Regions from separate parts of the Danio rerio genome. Here region 2 is linked to region 1. A link is a contact called in public HiChIP or PLAC-seq data. All regions are on one chromosome and are shown on one strand. Each heading gives the region's core, a stretch centred on a gene start, on an enhancer-like site or on the middle of the called end of the contact. The rest is flanking DNA. Distances are from core to core; before and after follow the strand shown. Region 1 holds the start of arfgef2 (ADP-ribosylation factor guanine nucleotide-exchange factor 2 (brefeldin A-inhibited)). Region 2 holds the start of LOC110438334 (amphoterin-induced protein 1).

Evidence for each region. HiChIP or PLAC-seq counts read pairs in DNA pulled down with a chosen protein or histone mark.
Region 2: an H3K4me3 HiChIP or PLAC-seq map of embryo shows a contact between it and region 1, with 9 times the contacts expected there. The contact joins the promoter of LOC110438334 here to the promoter of arfgef2 in region 1. A contact is called at or near these places in 1 of 18 Hi-C or Micro-C datasets (an unstated tissue) and 1 of 4 datasets of contacts at active chromatin or transcription factors (embryo).

Annotation. Positions count from the first base shown.
Region 1 is chr23:21,951,055-21,957,638 of GRCz12tu, reverse strand. arfgef2 (ADP-ribosylation factor guanine nucleotide-exchange factor 2 (brefeldin A-inhibited)) reads left to right here and starts at 2,508. Exons shown (of 39, transcript XM_002666467.7): 1 at 2,508-2,900. The coding sequence starts at 2,735.
Region 2 is chr23:22,370,077-22,376,660 of GRCz12tu, reverse strand. LOC110438334 (amphoterin-induced protein 1) reads right to left here and starts at 2,450. Exons shown (of 1, transcript XM_005162115.6): 1 at 896-2,450. The coding sequence starts at 2,450. The coding sequence ends at 999.

The DNA of each region.
Region 1 (6,584 bases), core at 1,259-3,758:
TTAAACATCATTTGGGAAATATTGAAAAAAGAAAAAAAAATCAAAGGGGGGCTAATAATTCTGGCTTCAACTGTGTGTATATATATATATATATATATATATATATATATATATATATATATATATATATATATATATATATATATATATATATATATATACACATCTCACCTAATACTATATTTGTTAAAATGATTCCAATATATTAATAAAATGTTTATATAAAATATAAATGTGTGTCTCTGAAATGAATGTCCCCTCGTTACTTGAATTATAATCCCCATAAAAATGCCCAGTGATTGCTCCTCTAGTCACATCGTTCTCAAGAATTCTCACAATTATGGAGAGAAATTGTCTACAAGAAGCAGTTAGTCTCTTTTATCTTCTTTTATTTTCAACATTTCAAAGACGTTTTCTGTTGTGGTAAAGCATATTACGTCCACCTTGTTACCCATTTTATAGAGGAAACTATTTAATTTTTTACTTTTTTTGTAATTTTGAGAAATACAGTTAATAAACATGTTTCAAATCTTCTTCAGATCATCATGTGCTAACTCGTTATTCACCATATAAGTAAATGGCTGAGTTTTGCAAGAAATGTCACTCTTGTTACTGTCCACCCTGTTATTGTTTTGCTTAAATATTGCACTGCATCCATTTAGAAATACCATTTAATAAATAATATTGCATGGAACAGGGGGACATTTGGCCTGTGTTAAAATTCTGTAAAAATTGCTAAACCGTAATATCCTGAGCTGGACCAGTATATTTAATAAGTACTCCTTCAACTGAAATAATAAAATCCTGGAAAATGTAACATTTTGTCACGGACAGTTACTACCCTGAAATGGCTCTGAATTGTAGGAATGACACTTATATTTTTCCTACTCTATGCAGAATTGTAGCTAATGCTATATTATTTATTTATTTATTTATTTATTTATTTATTTATTTATTTATTTTATTAAAGCATATACAGACAAGCATACAAGATTATACAATGACATACAGTTGAAGTCAGATTTATTAGCCCCCCTTTGATTTTTTTTTCTTTTTTAAATGTTTGCTAAATGATGTTTACCAAAAATGTTCACAGCATGTCTGGTATTATTTTTTCTTCTGGAGAAAGTCTTAATAGTTTTATTTCGGCTAGAATAAAAGCAGTCTTTTAATTTTTTAAAAGCCATTTTAAGGTCATAATAATTAGCCCCTTTAAGTTATATTTTTTTCTGATAGTCTACAGAACAAACCATCATTATACAATACCTTGCCTATTTACCCTAACCTGCCTAGTTAACCTAATTAACCTAGTTAATGCCACTTTAAGCTGTATAGAAGTGTCTTGAAAAATATCTAGTAAAATACTAGATATTTATTTACTGTCATCATGGCAAAGATAAAAGAAATCAGTTGTTAGAAATGAGTTATTAAACTATTATGTTTAGAAATGTGTTGAAGAAATCTCTTTTAATATATTGTATGCCCATATTCACAAAATATTAATGTGAAAATGTATAAATGTATAAATGAGTTTACAGTCTTAAAATTGAAAATAAGAAAGAAATTAATATAAAAAAATTAATAAATGGATAAAAATAAAGTACAATCACACCATTTTAGAGCAGTCTTATAGTGGAGATTAAACAAAAATTTGTAAATCAATAACAAGGAATCTTCCCAACGGGGAGACCAAATTGACCAAAATCTGTCCAATTTTTTTGTTTGTCATATGTAAGTTTTTTCTAATGTTAGCCATGTAGCAATTCATGATATCCACATTTTGAAAGATGGAGCTTTTGATGCAGATTTTTTATTTTTTTTTAGTTAAACATACCAGGACAGTAAATAACTGTAATGCATCTTTTTCAAACAGACTGTTTGCATTAAGGTACAATAAATACAAAGCTGTAGTCGTATCAAAATTTTGCTTAAGTATACTTTTCAAATAGATTGTGTATTTTCTTCCAAAATGGCAAAATTTTGTCACAGTCCCAAAAACAATGAATGAATGTACCTTTATCTTTTTACATTTCAAACGCAAGGCTGTGGCATTGGCAAACATTTTCTTAATACGTATTGGTGTAGATATATCATATATATTCATATTTTAAAATTATTTATGCAATATGTTATTTGTTTTTATTGTAAAGGAAATGTATCTGTTTGGAAAAATAAATACAAAAAAGAATACATTTATTAACTTACAGTATGCATACAAATTCATATTTAAAAATGATTGACATATATATTATTGACATTGATTTTATTTAATAAAAAAAATATATATATATTGATAGTTGCAATTATTATTGCTTTATATAACACTATCATATATTTCAATATAATGAAGTTATAATTAATTTCATTTAAGAGAGGTAACGTCAAATAAATTACATTCTTACGCCAAAAAGTGTACATGCTTTTAAACTGCATGCTTTTTTCTGACCCATACAGCACATGCTATCTGTGCGCGAATACAAACTGACCCTCCATTCATCTCCACCTCCACCAAGTCGTGTTCTGGATGTACACATCAGTGTAAGCGCCCGCGAATCACGTGACGTGACGTGCGGCCAACATGGCGACGCAGTGCTGAGAGAGCAGCGTCCAACTGGCCCCGACGGAACCAGCGACAACATCGGCCCCTTCTGGCACCTTCACGCCCCTGCCAAACCGCAGGGAACGGGCCAGCGATGACGGCCTGACGGACCACTAAAATCACGTCGAGCGAGAGATGAAAGAACAGGAAGCGCTGGCAACACATCGACGGCATACGCAGACAGAAAGCCTGAGCACCAAGAGCATGTTTCTGTCTCGGGCGCTGGAGAAAATCCTCGCGGATAAAGAGGTGAAGCGGAGCCAGCACAACCAGCTGCGCAAGGCTTGTCAAGTGGCGCTAGGTAAGCCTTTTCTTCATTTATCTCCTCTTAGGCATCGAAACACACACCTTTGAGATGCTCCATGAAATGCTAAATTAACAGTAAAGTCGGGTTAGCCAGCTAACGTCACCCAGCACACGTCACTGCCAGGAATCTGTTGTGTGTAATTTTACCTCCGCTTGTCATTGCCATGCTGTACATCGGCTGTATAATGCTTTATTAGGGATGAATGAGATGTTGACTAAAGAGAAAGCGGCATGTCTGGGTTTTGTTTTGGTTACGCGGAGCTGTTAGCATGTTCTGTTAGCAGGAATCAGCTGCTGTATTGTTAATCATGTGTGGTGTAGACTTGACAGGTTGGCGATTCACTGCTTAATTATTGATTTGGGATCGCTTGCTGAATTTTGAGTGGCATTTTAAAGGATTAGTTCTTCATAAATTTAAAAAAAGAGCTATTTTCATTCAGGTGTGACAGACCTTTTTTTCCATGCACAATGTTGGGTACTACCAGCATTCATTGGTCATATGACAGTATCAAATTTCTTGTCAAAAGTGTGATCATTTCACAAGCTTATAACACAGTATATGGTGTTATCTTGAGATCGCCATAAGCTGTAAACATGATTACTTCAACAGTTATTATAATTACAAAACAATTGTATGTTTTGTTTTATTGTATTGAGGAAAAGTTGGTTTTATATTCACACATTAGATCATTCTCATTAATAATATAATTTCAAAAAAGTATTCTTTACAAAGTCCTAATTGTGAAATCATTTTAGCAGCCAGTGAATAAGATAGTTGTAAAGCTGGTTTTATATTCGGATATTCAGACGTTCTCCTTAAAAAGAAGATAGTTTCAGAAAAGTATTCTTTCCAAAAATCTAAATAGGGAAATCATATAGGCAGCCAATGACTATCAAACATTGTTCACAGTCAATTAGCACTATGCTAATGTTGTTTTGAAGTCATACTTGCATGCTAATTCTGATTGAATATTCAAAGTAATATGGTAAACAATATAGAGACTTCTAAATGAACGAATGTGCGAATATAAAACTAACTTTACCTCTATCAGAATAAGAAAGTACAGCCTTGTTCACAGTAGGGATGCTCCAATGGATCGGCCGTTAATCACATTTAATGACTCGATCGGTGCTCTCCTATCTGGCCGATCTTATGAACCGATCGCAGGGGTTTGAATAGTTAATAATATAACTTCTAGTAATATACTTATCGCAATAAACAGTAGTTTAGTAAAGAAGCAGTGGATTTTTAGGTGTGCATTTTAACTTCTTCAAATATACACTCCAAACTTTTTCTTGATTGAGACATGTTGAATTATTTTATTATCATCATCTGCATTGTTTCCAAATTCCATTGTTTTTAATTTTTCTTGTCAGTTTTTAAATATGTATTAGATTATTTTATATAATTATATGCATTGTAATTATAAGATTGAAAAATTAGAATGGGTACTCTGTATCGGCTGATCACCTAGGCAAAGAATCGGTACATGGTATCGGCTGCAAAAATCCTGATCTGAGGATCCTTATGTCACAGTCAAATAATTGGGCTGATGCTGTTTTGAAGCCATACTTGCATGTGATTTCAGACCCAATATTCAGAGTACCATGGCAAACAGTATAGGGAGCATGTCATAAGTTCTCACTGAACGAATGTGCCAGTTTACCTCAATCTTTATTGCATATAAATGTGCAGAGTAAACAAATGTTTCAAATGCTAATTTTAAAATTTGCAAATGCTTTATAAAGTACAAGAGGAAACACTTTTAAATTAACTCTCGTAAGAGAAAGTTGGTTAATGTATTAACTAACATCAAAATTGAGAAACTAAGCTAAAAATGTCACTGAAGTTATTAATGTTAGTTAAAAAATAAATAAATGTGAGCTTTATAAATTATTAACTCTATTAATAAAACCCTTAATATGCTAATCTGATAAATTAATTTGACCTAAGATTAATACATTTTCTAGGTAATTTTCAGCAGCAGTTAAACTTAAAAAATCCCAAAAATTTACAGTTACATCGCAGTCATGTCATAGGCCGAAGTAACATGCATGTGAAAATATTTATGTTTAACATTTTATTATTTAAATGATTTTTTTCTAGAATTTGTTGCTGTGATGAACACCAGAGCAGTTCCAGAGATATGGATGTGGCATTTGCAGTTAAATCTCAAAACATTAACATTATATTGAAACATCTGTTTATATTTTCCAAACCCACTCACCACAGAGTTATGGGATCGAAAAAAATGTCAATCTGTGAACATTTGTTTTATTTTAAATGAGGAAAATAAGCATGCATTATGGATGTGACCAAAGAAGCAAGTTTACAGTATACAACATACTTCATTGAAATTCTGTGAATTTAACTGCACAACACAAAAGATACAATGCTAATCAAAATGATAGGAGTTGGCTCTGTAGAACAAACATGATTGATTTTATTTCATTTTACACTATTGCATTCACAAGGAAAAAGCTTTGTTACGGATGTGACATCCCACTGTTATGGATATGACAGATGAAAGTTGCCACTTGTGCGACTTTGGTAAGTCAAATATAATTGTTTAAAACATTGACAGGGATATTTTTGAGTATTTTACAGTACTGTGAAATACAAGCCTACTCAAAAAATGCACATAGGGTTTCGCTATTTTGGTGAAAACTTTTTTTTTTTTCCATGGCAAGGTTGACATTACTCACCACTGTGAATCCAACAATCTGAATAATCCTAAAAGACACTTTAAAAGTATAAATAATATCTATAAACTGTATTTTCATGCCCATGATAACAAAATCAGTCGTGCTGATCAGTATCAAGATGTATTATAATGTTGAATTTTGTAACATCTAGCTTTTACTTAAAAAAAGATATCTTTTTGCTACACAAAGTGAATAAAACTGCTTTTCCTTGCTGTTTAACAGGCTTTTATTCATGTTATTAAAATGGTTGTTGACCTAAAAAGTTCAATTCTGCTGTAGTTCAATTTGTGTTGAATACAAACCTGTATTTTAATTAGATATGTTTAGATATTTTAATTATTGTTGGAAACCAAACAAATGACCCAATACCTTATTTGAAGTTGCACTGAAGACAATTTTCTGTAAAAAATAAATATTAGTTCTTTTTTTTTAATATTTCATATCAAACATCCACAAGTCTCTCTGAATTCCTGGTTGTTTAATATTTTCCACAAAATAATTTCCTGTTTTTATAAGTAAGCTGGCAATGCAGGTTAGACTCATTTGACTCGTCCCGCCTGCGCTCCATTACTTATTTACTAGGTTAATGAGCACATGTTGAGACAGGCGGATCCTGTTTCTGCGTGAGCCTTTCCAAACTCTAACCTTTGTTCTGTATTGTCAATCTAAATCTAATTTGAACGAAATAAAAAAAACGTTATGCTTTACTCTGCACTCATGTAGTTTGGTATTTTTGACCCTGAAGAGCTGTATAGTGCTCAGGCATTTTTCTATTAAAATAATTCTGCTTCATCGTGGGTTTGTTTGAAGGCTCTCAGATGTAGTACAGTCAAACAGACACTCCCTCATTAGCCTGTCTTGTGAGTGAATGAGGCTGATTACCATACAGACCTGTTTACACAGTCCACCGGTCACCCGGATTCACTACTTACATAAAGTTTAAGTATTCACTTAGTGTGCTTTTGTTGCTCTA
Region 2 (6,584 bases), core at 1,201-3,700, 420 kb before region 1:
ATGTACAGGTTTAAAGAGACAGAATATCACATTGACATTTTTTTTTTTAAAATAAAGCTGGTGCATTTGGCAGAGCTTTGTGAACATCATGCAGCTGACGATCAGCCAGGGGACACGTGTCAACGTATTACGAATGTAAAAGTGGGTTGCCGCAGATAAATCTGATCACATCTGGAAATGGACTGGATGGATTAACTCTGTACCTTTGCCTGGGTGCTCATTCATTTTCATATTTTGCTTTTAGTTTGCATACTGTGCATGGTGTGGGAGGGAAAATTCTGGCATGGGTGTTAATCCTCTCCCATAGCACATCCCTGCAATGAAAGAGCAATTTGCTTAATGCAAAGTGCTGAGATGAATAATATCTCACATAAACAGACATCACTACATTGCCTTCACTTTTCCATCTTCTCTCCTCCTAGAGGTATTCACTAGTTGTGAGCTCATAACGCATTCATTTGTGCTTATTTACATGGTTTTAGAACTTTGCGACCATGTTATTTTGACATGCGGGATTAAATGTATCTAATGTTAATGACGCAATTGAAGGGATTAAACCTCGATCTTAAATGGCTCTAGATTGAAAGCTTTTAGTTGAGAATTTAGATTACAGAAATGACCTGCCTGATTATAGTGTATCTTCAGCACCTAGATGTTTTTGACAGCCTTTTAAAGGAGTTTCTGGAAACTAGCATGAACAGCTTGCGGTCATCATATCTTGTTGTCATGTCGATATTGTCATGGCAATCCAAAAATCTTTTGTACATGACTGAGCTTTCAACCTTTCAGAGACGTTCCTACTTCAATACACATGCTCAGATGATACATTTGCTGTATATTCCCACTCATTCAGCATAAAAAAGTATCACTGCACACTGTGAGACAGAAGACAGCCTTCAAATCTGAGGAACAAAGTAATTTATTAGAGAATTATGACATTAATTCGTGTTGCTTGTCCCAGTGATTCAAACAAGCAGGATTTTAAGGTCACAAGTTAGCTACTCGAAGTCATTTCTTTCTCTAAAAATCGTGAAGTTTTCAGTGTCCCATTCAATTGCTGGCTGTTCAACAACAAATGCAGCTTTTGGATGGCCATTTTTCCCAGCCATGAGTGGCTCAAGGAACACTACGTGCCTGTCGGACTGAGACTTGCTTTTCAGCCGATCGGTTGAGGGAGCAGCAAATATAGAGGCCAGATTGCAGCGGTTTTCCCCAAAGGATGAGATGGCTGGAGATGGAGGAGGAGGTTTGCAGCAACCACAACGGCATGGGGTTAAATACAAATACATCAATATCAGGACAAGGGTCACAACACAGCCTAAAAGAGTGGTGTAGCCGGTGTTGAATGTCTCCTCTGTGGAGTGCTGGGCTACCACAGTTAAGTTCACTTCTCGGGATTCATTGATCATCCTTGTGTTATCGACAGCAGTACACTGGTAAATCCCTGAATCTACAGACTGGGCGGCAAGAATATCCAAGCTACCATCTTGATTGAGACGTAGAGTCCCGTTCTGGATCAGATACGAGATGTTCTCTTGGTGAGGAATAATCCAGCTGTAGGACAGGTCTTCTCCGTTTAGTGTCCCCGTACAGTCCAACCGCACTTGTTCACCCTCGTAAACAACTTTATCAGCCTTCGGGGATATCAGGGATATCATCTTCCCAACTGTGCAATTCTCAAAGAAATGCAAAGAGCGCATGAAATTAATCGAGACTTGAGGCTCACCGTACATCAGACACTTGTAGTTATCCTTGTAGTCTTTCACACTTTGGTAGCCCTTCTGTTCCCAGTGCCAAAACATGCGGTATAGAGAGCAATCACACTCCAGGCTGTTGTTGTGCAGGTACAGGCCTTTTTGCACAGCGACAGGCAACAGCACAATGTCATCCATTGGCAAGCGAAACAGGCGGTTTGAAGAGAGGTCCAGCGTTACCAGACTGGGGTGGCTGTGCTTGCGAATCGAGAAGAACGGGAAGTCTGTGATTTGGTTCAGGCTGAAGTAAACCTTTCTAAGATTGCTTAGACCCATTAGAGTGTTGCTCTCCACACGTGTAAGACGGTTGTTGTACATCAGGAGCACCTCCAAGGCTTGCAGATCCTGGAAGTGATACTTCCCCACTACTTGCAATTTGTTGGAAGAGAGGTCCAGGTATCGTAGACTAGTAATGTTATGGAAAGCTCCTGGGCTAAGCAAGGAGATGCGGTTATGAGACATATGCAAAGTCTGCAGCCTTGGGAGTCCGTAGAAGCTGCCGGCTGCCAGCCATGTTAGTCTATTATGACTAAGGTCCAGGACAGAAGTTGTGAACGGAAGCGGGTTGGGAAATCTATCCAGACCCAAAGAGCCACAGTTCAGTATGTCAGATGTGCACAAGCAGCCCTGAGGACAACTAGCTCCTGAAAACTGAACTGAGAGCAGGATCAAAACCATGCAAGATGTCGAGGTCATTCTTTTGGTTGCACGTAAAAAGGATTACATCAGGAACAATGCTGGCACAGTTGGAGATGAACTCGATACAGGAAGCTCTACGGTTAAATCCTACAAATGTTGTTTTACATCTGTCATATCCTCCAGCATTTCACAGATGGACATCAGCAGATGGCGGAATCTGGGGCAAGGAATGGACTAAGCCAACTAAAAAAAGTCCTCAATTACTGTGTTTACATTTATGTTTAAGGATAGGTATTTTAATTGGTTAACATACTCCGTTAACACAGCATACATAGGAAAGCCTACCAGTCACTCAGAACCTTCCTGAATCTGGTTCCTCGGTTCTGACTTAGCTGTAACAATCCATAGTAAGAAGTTGTTCAAACCAAGTATCCTGACCTGGAAACCTCCAGAAAGTCCAGTAAGTTTTATGTAAATATCCCTAAAAGCAAACTCGCACCTTTCCCGATTCTCCTGAGGCTGAGCGCCCTTGTTGTTTGCAGCGTGTCCTTTCATTGAGTGATGAGCCCAGAGAGTGCAGCACTAATCTCTATCCTTCCCTCTGTTTCCTATTCAGAGCACCGCCTCACGTCTCTCCCTCTCACACTGTGATTATTCCCGATATGACTCTCTCTTTCTATCCTTCTCTCTCTTGGTCTCTCTCCCTCTTCGATTGTTTGGTTCTTTAATCCTCTCTGGATTTTTTTTTTCCATTTCCATTTTTTCTATCCCTTAACAGGATTTCAAATGCTGTGTTTGTAACGTCTAGCATTTCATGAAAATCATCAAAACATTTGGACTTGGATGAGAGAGAATTTGTTTGTGTAGAATGAGGTACCAGTCAGCTTATAGACCTCAGCTTTGACTCCCCCTCATCTCCGCTGCCAGGCAGCGTTTGGCAGCTGTTGTCTTGGTCATGGTGGTCCCGAGGGAGCTGACTGCTGTCACACTGCATCGGTCTTGGTTTGTTTATGCTTCTCCATCGGCCTTGGCAGTGTGTCACCAACACTGTCATCATCTTGTACATCTGGATGATAGTTCATCTATATCATTTGAATGTCTATTTTTATACACCAGTTCAGATTTAATTTGACTACATGAACATTAGTACATTAGTAGACTTTTTCGATTAAGGTTAACCTTTAGATTACCCCACCCTTTGCAAATAAAATATTACAGGCACCTTCAATTTATGTCCAAGCTTGTTTGTAAATCTATTGTTGGATGCAAAATCAGGCCTAAGAAAGCATGCTTTGGAATGGAAAGCACAATCTTGGAGTCAGTACGAGGTAATCAGTCAAAGCATGTGTGACAAATCTAAAAGTGTGAAATGGAATTAGGATGTTTGTTTTTATAGTGCCATTCTGTTAGGGTGGCATCTCTTCAGAAACAATGACACACGGCGTAGATACAGCTGGCAGCAGTCACACTGACAGAAGCAAAGAGTGCGCCCACACACACAAGACCAAACACTATGATATGTCTTACAGTTCTGCAGAAAATGACTGGAGACAGCTTCACACAACTGATCTACTCCACATTCACATGATGTAGGCACGTGAAATTCTGAATGCGTGGGGAATTATCTGACGGAGGATTCAGGTGAAGTGTTACATTTTCTGTGACAACAAACCATTTAACATATTCTGACTTATTATACTGAAATCAATACTTCACTGACCTTTTAAGTTTCTCCTGTGAAAAACGTTCAAGCCAATTATTGATAAAAACATTCAGAATGTCAAATCTATAAAAGAAATTTTGATTTATTAAAGTGTGCGCCCTAGTGTCAGGCAGGAGATCAGAGATGTTTTTGTCAGGAGTGTCGAGGTCTCTTTGTACCCTGTATATACAAATGTAATTTTCACAATGTAATCGAAAATGTTAGGTTATTTCAGATGTCAGATGACATCTGACAAAATATAAGGTCATGCAAGAGTAAATGAAACCATTGAGTTATTTGTCTAGATTTATTTGAAATTACATTTTGTCCCCAACATTTGGGTCTATATCATTATATATAAAAATAAACTATTTAAACATTATAACATTATAAATAAATATGTATTATTTATAATTTAACATTATTATAATCATCTATAATATTATATTATATTATAACATTATTATAACATTTAACGTTATTATAAATAACATAAAAATAAATTACATTGTGAATAAACTCAGTCTTCAAGAGGTACATCAGGACCCCCGGACGAGCAGATTTCCCATCAATCTGCCATCCTGTAGGAGGGACGAATGCCCACCTCTACTATCTTTGCACATTGTGACAATTTGGCTAGTGTACCATGCATTAACAAAAGGTGCTTCCATTAACAGTTGCCCATGCCCTTATTAAGATGCCCCGCATGGATATCAGCTAAAACAATTCATTGTGTTAGCCGTACCTGTACCATGTTGTAATAATTTCATTTTTGATTCTCTCTTGTTTATCTCATTTCAGAGGTCATATCAGCCGGCTGCAGAAGCTGACCCTCATCCAACCTATTACACTCCACATCCATTTCTAAATACATTCACACTCTTTGAAAATGATACTTTTTCACTCACATAGCCCACACCTTCGATGCCATATTCACACTAGCCTTTTTTCATTTTTGAAGTTTTCTGAAATAAAACATGGCTTTTCAATCCAACAATACACCAAACCATATCTGATCTAACTTTACAGGATGAAGAATCGCAGGATGCAGGATGATATTCGCTCCCTCACACACCCATTCTAAACCTCTTAGCATTTTTACACCACAAAAGAGCAATACCACCTCAGGGAAGCCCAGCCGATCCTCTCCAGCCGACTTCCACCATCATGCATTCCTGGGTATAAGTATGACTCTGTCATTTTCTTCCTATTTCACTTCCTACTAACATAGGAGCTCCTTCACTACCCTTCCCCCGTTTTTCCAGCTTTAACTTTTTTTCTCTCCAAATTTGAACTATCCCTTACTTCTATTCACTTTCATTCACCACAGCTCCGACCAATTCAGGGGTTGTCTCGAGTTTCAATTGCTGCAACAGCAACGCTCTAAATGAGCTCTCATACACTAACAATTTTTCTAAATACCACTATCGTTGCACTCCCCAGCACTAATACAGGAGTAAATGCTTCTGCGGGAGCACAAGTTGCCTCCATACTGACCCACTACACGGCTGCAGCTGCAGCTGCAGAAACGATCCGCTAAGTAATTTACATTACCGCGGGAGCACTCAAAACTCCAATACCGACTGTTGAGGTGCTCCGCTGATCTATACACACCATTTACACCACTGCAACTGCAGTGATGCTCTATCTGAGCCCCTTTTTCACTTTCATCTCTGCATATCACTGCTGATAGTATTTAACATTTCCGTGTGGGGCTCCAATACTGAGTATCACTGCACCTCTGCAACAGCAGAGACGCTTTGCCGAGCTTTATTTTCCCTCTGCACCACTGCTGCAGCAGTAAAGCTTTGCCTCAGCTGCAACTGCAGAGATGCCCGTTTAGCCTTCATTTCTGAACCACTGACTTCCATTGCACTTCTGTAACTGCAGCACCATTGCCGCAGAAGTGACGCTCTGCCTGAACAGTCTCCCAACAACAAATATAAACTCTGTCATTGGTCCTCTAACGCCTTTAAATCCTCAATTTGCCTCAGCCAATATCACCTCAGAGAAGCCTAGCTGATTCTCTGTAGCAGACTTCAACCTAGTTTCTAAGCAGCACGACTCTGTTCTCCCTACTTTTTGTCTTAGTAGCATAGGACTCATTTTTACTAACTTTCCCTTTTCTCTTCCTTTTCATAATTTTTCAATTTCACTTGCACTCATTCTCTGCAGCTTGGACTCGCACAGGGGTAGCCCCAATAGCTCACATAGACTTTCCAAAAATTTTACCATCATCACACTCCCTCGCAATAATACAGCCGTAAAGGCGTAGCGGGAACTTGTATTGCTTCCATACTTATCACCATCACACCTCCACAGGTGAAAAAAATATATAATTAAATGCAATTAAAATACACTTAAATACCCGCAAATACTTTTTAGTACATTATTTTTTTTTTGTTAAATAAAAGTTTGATGGTTTTGCACTATAAATATACTAATTAAAAGTATGTTTATACTTCAGTAGGACTTTAGTACACTTAACA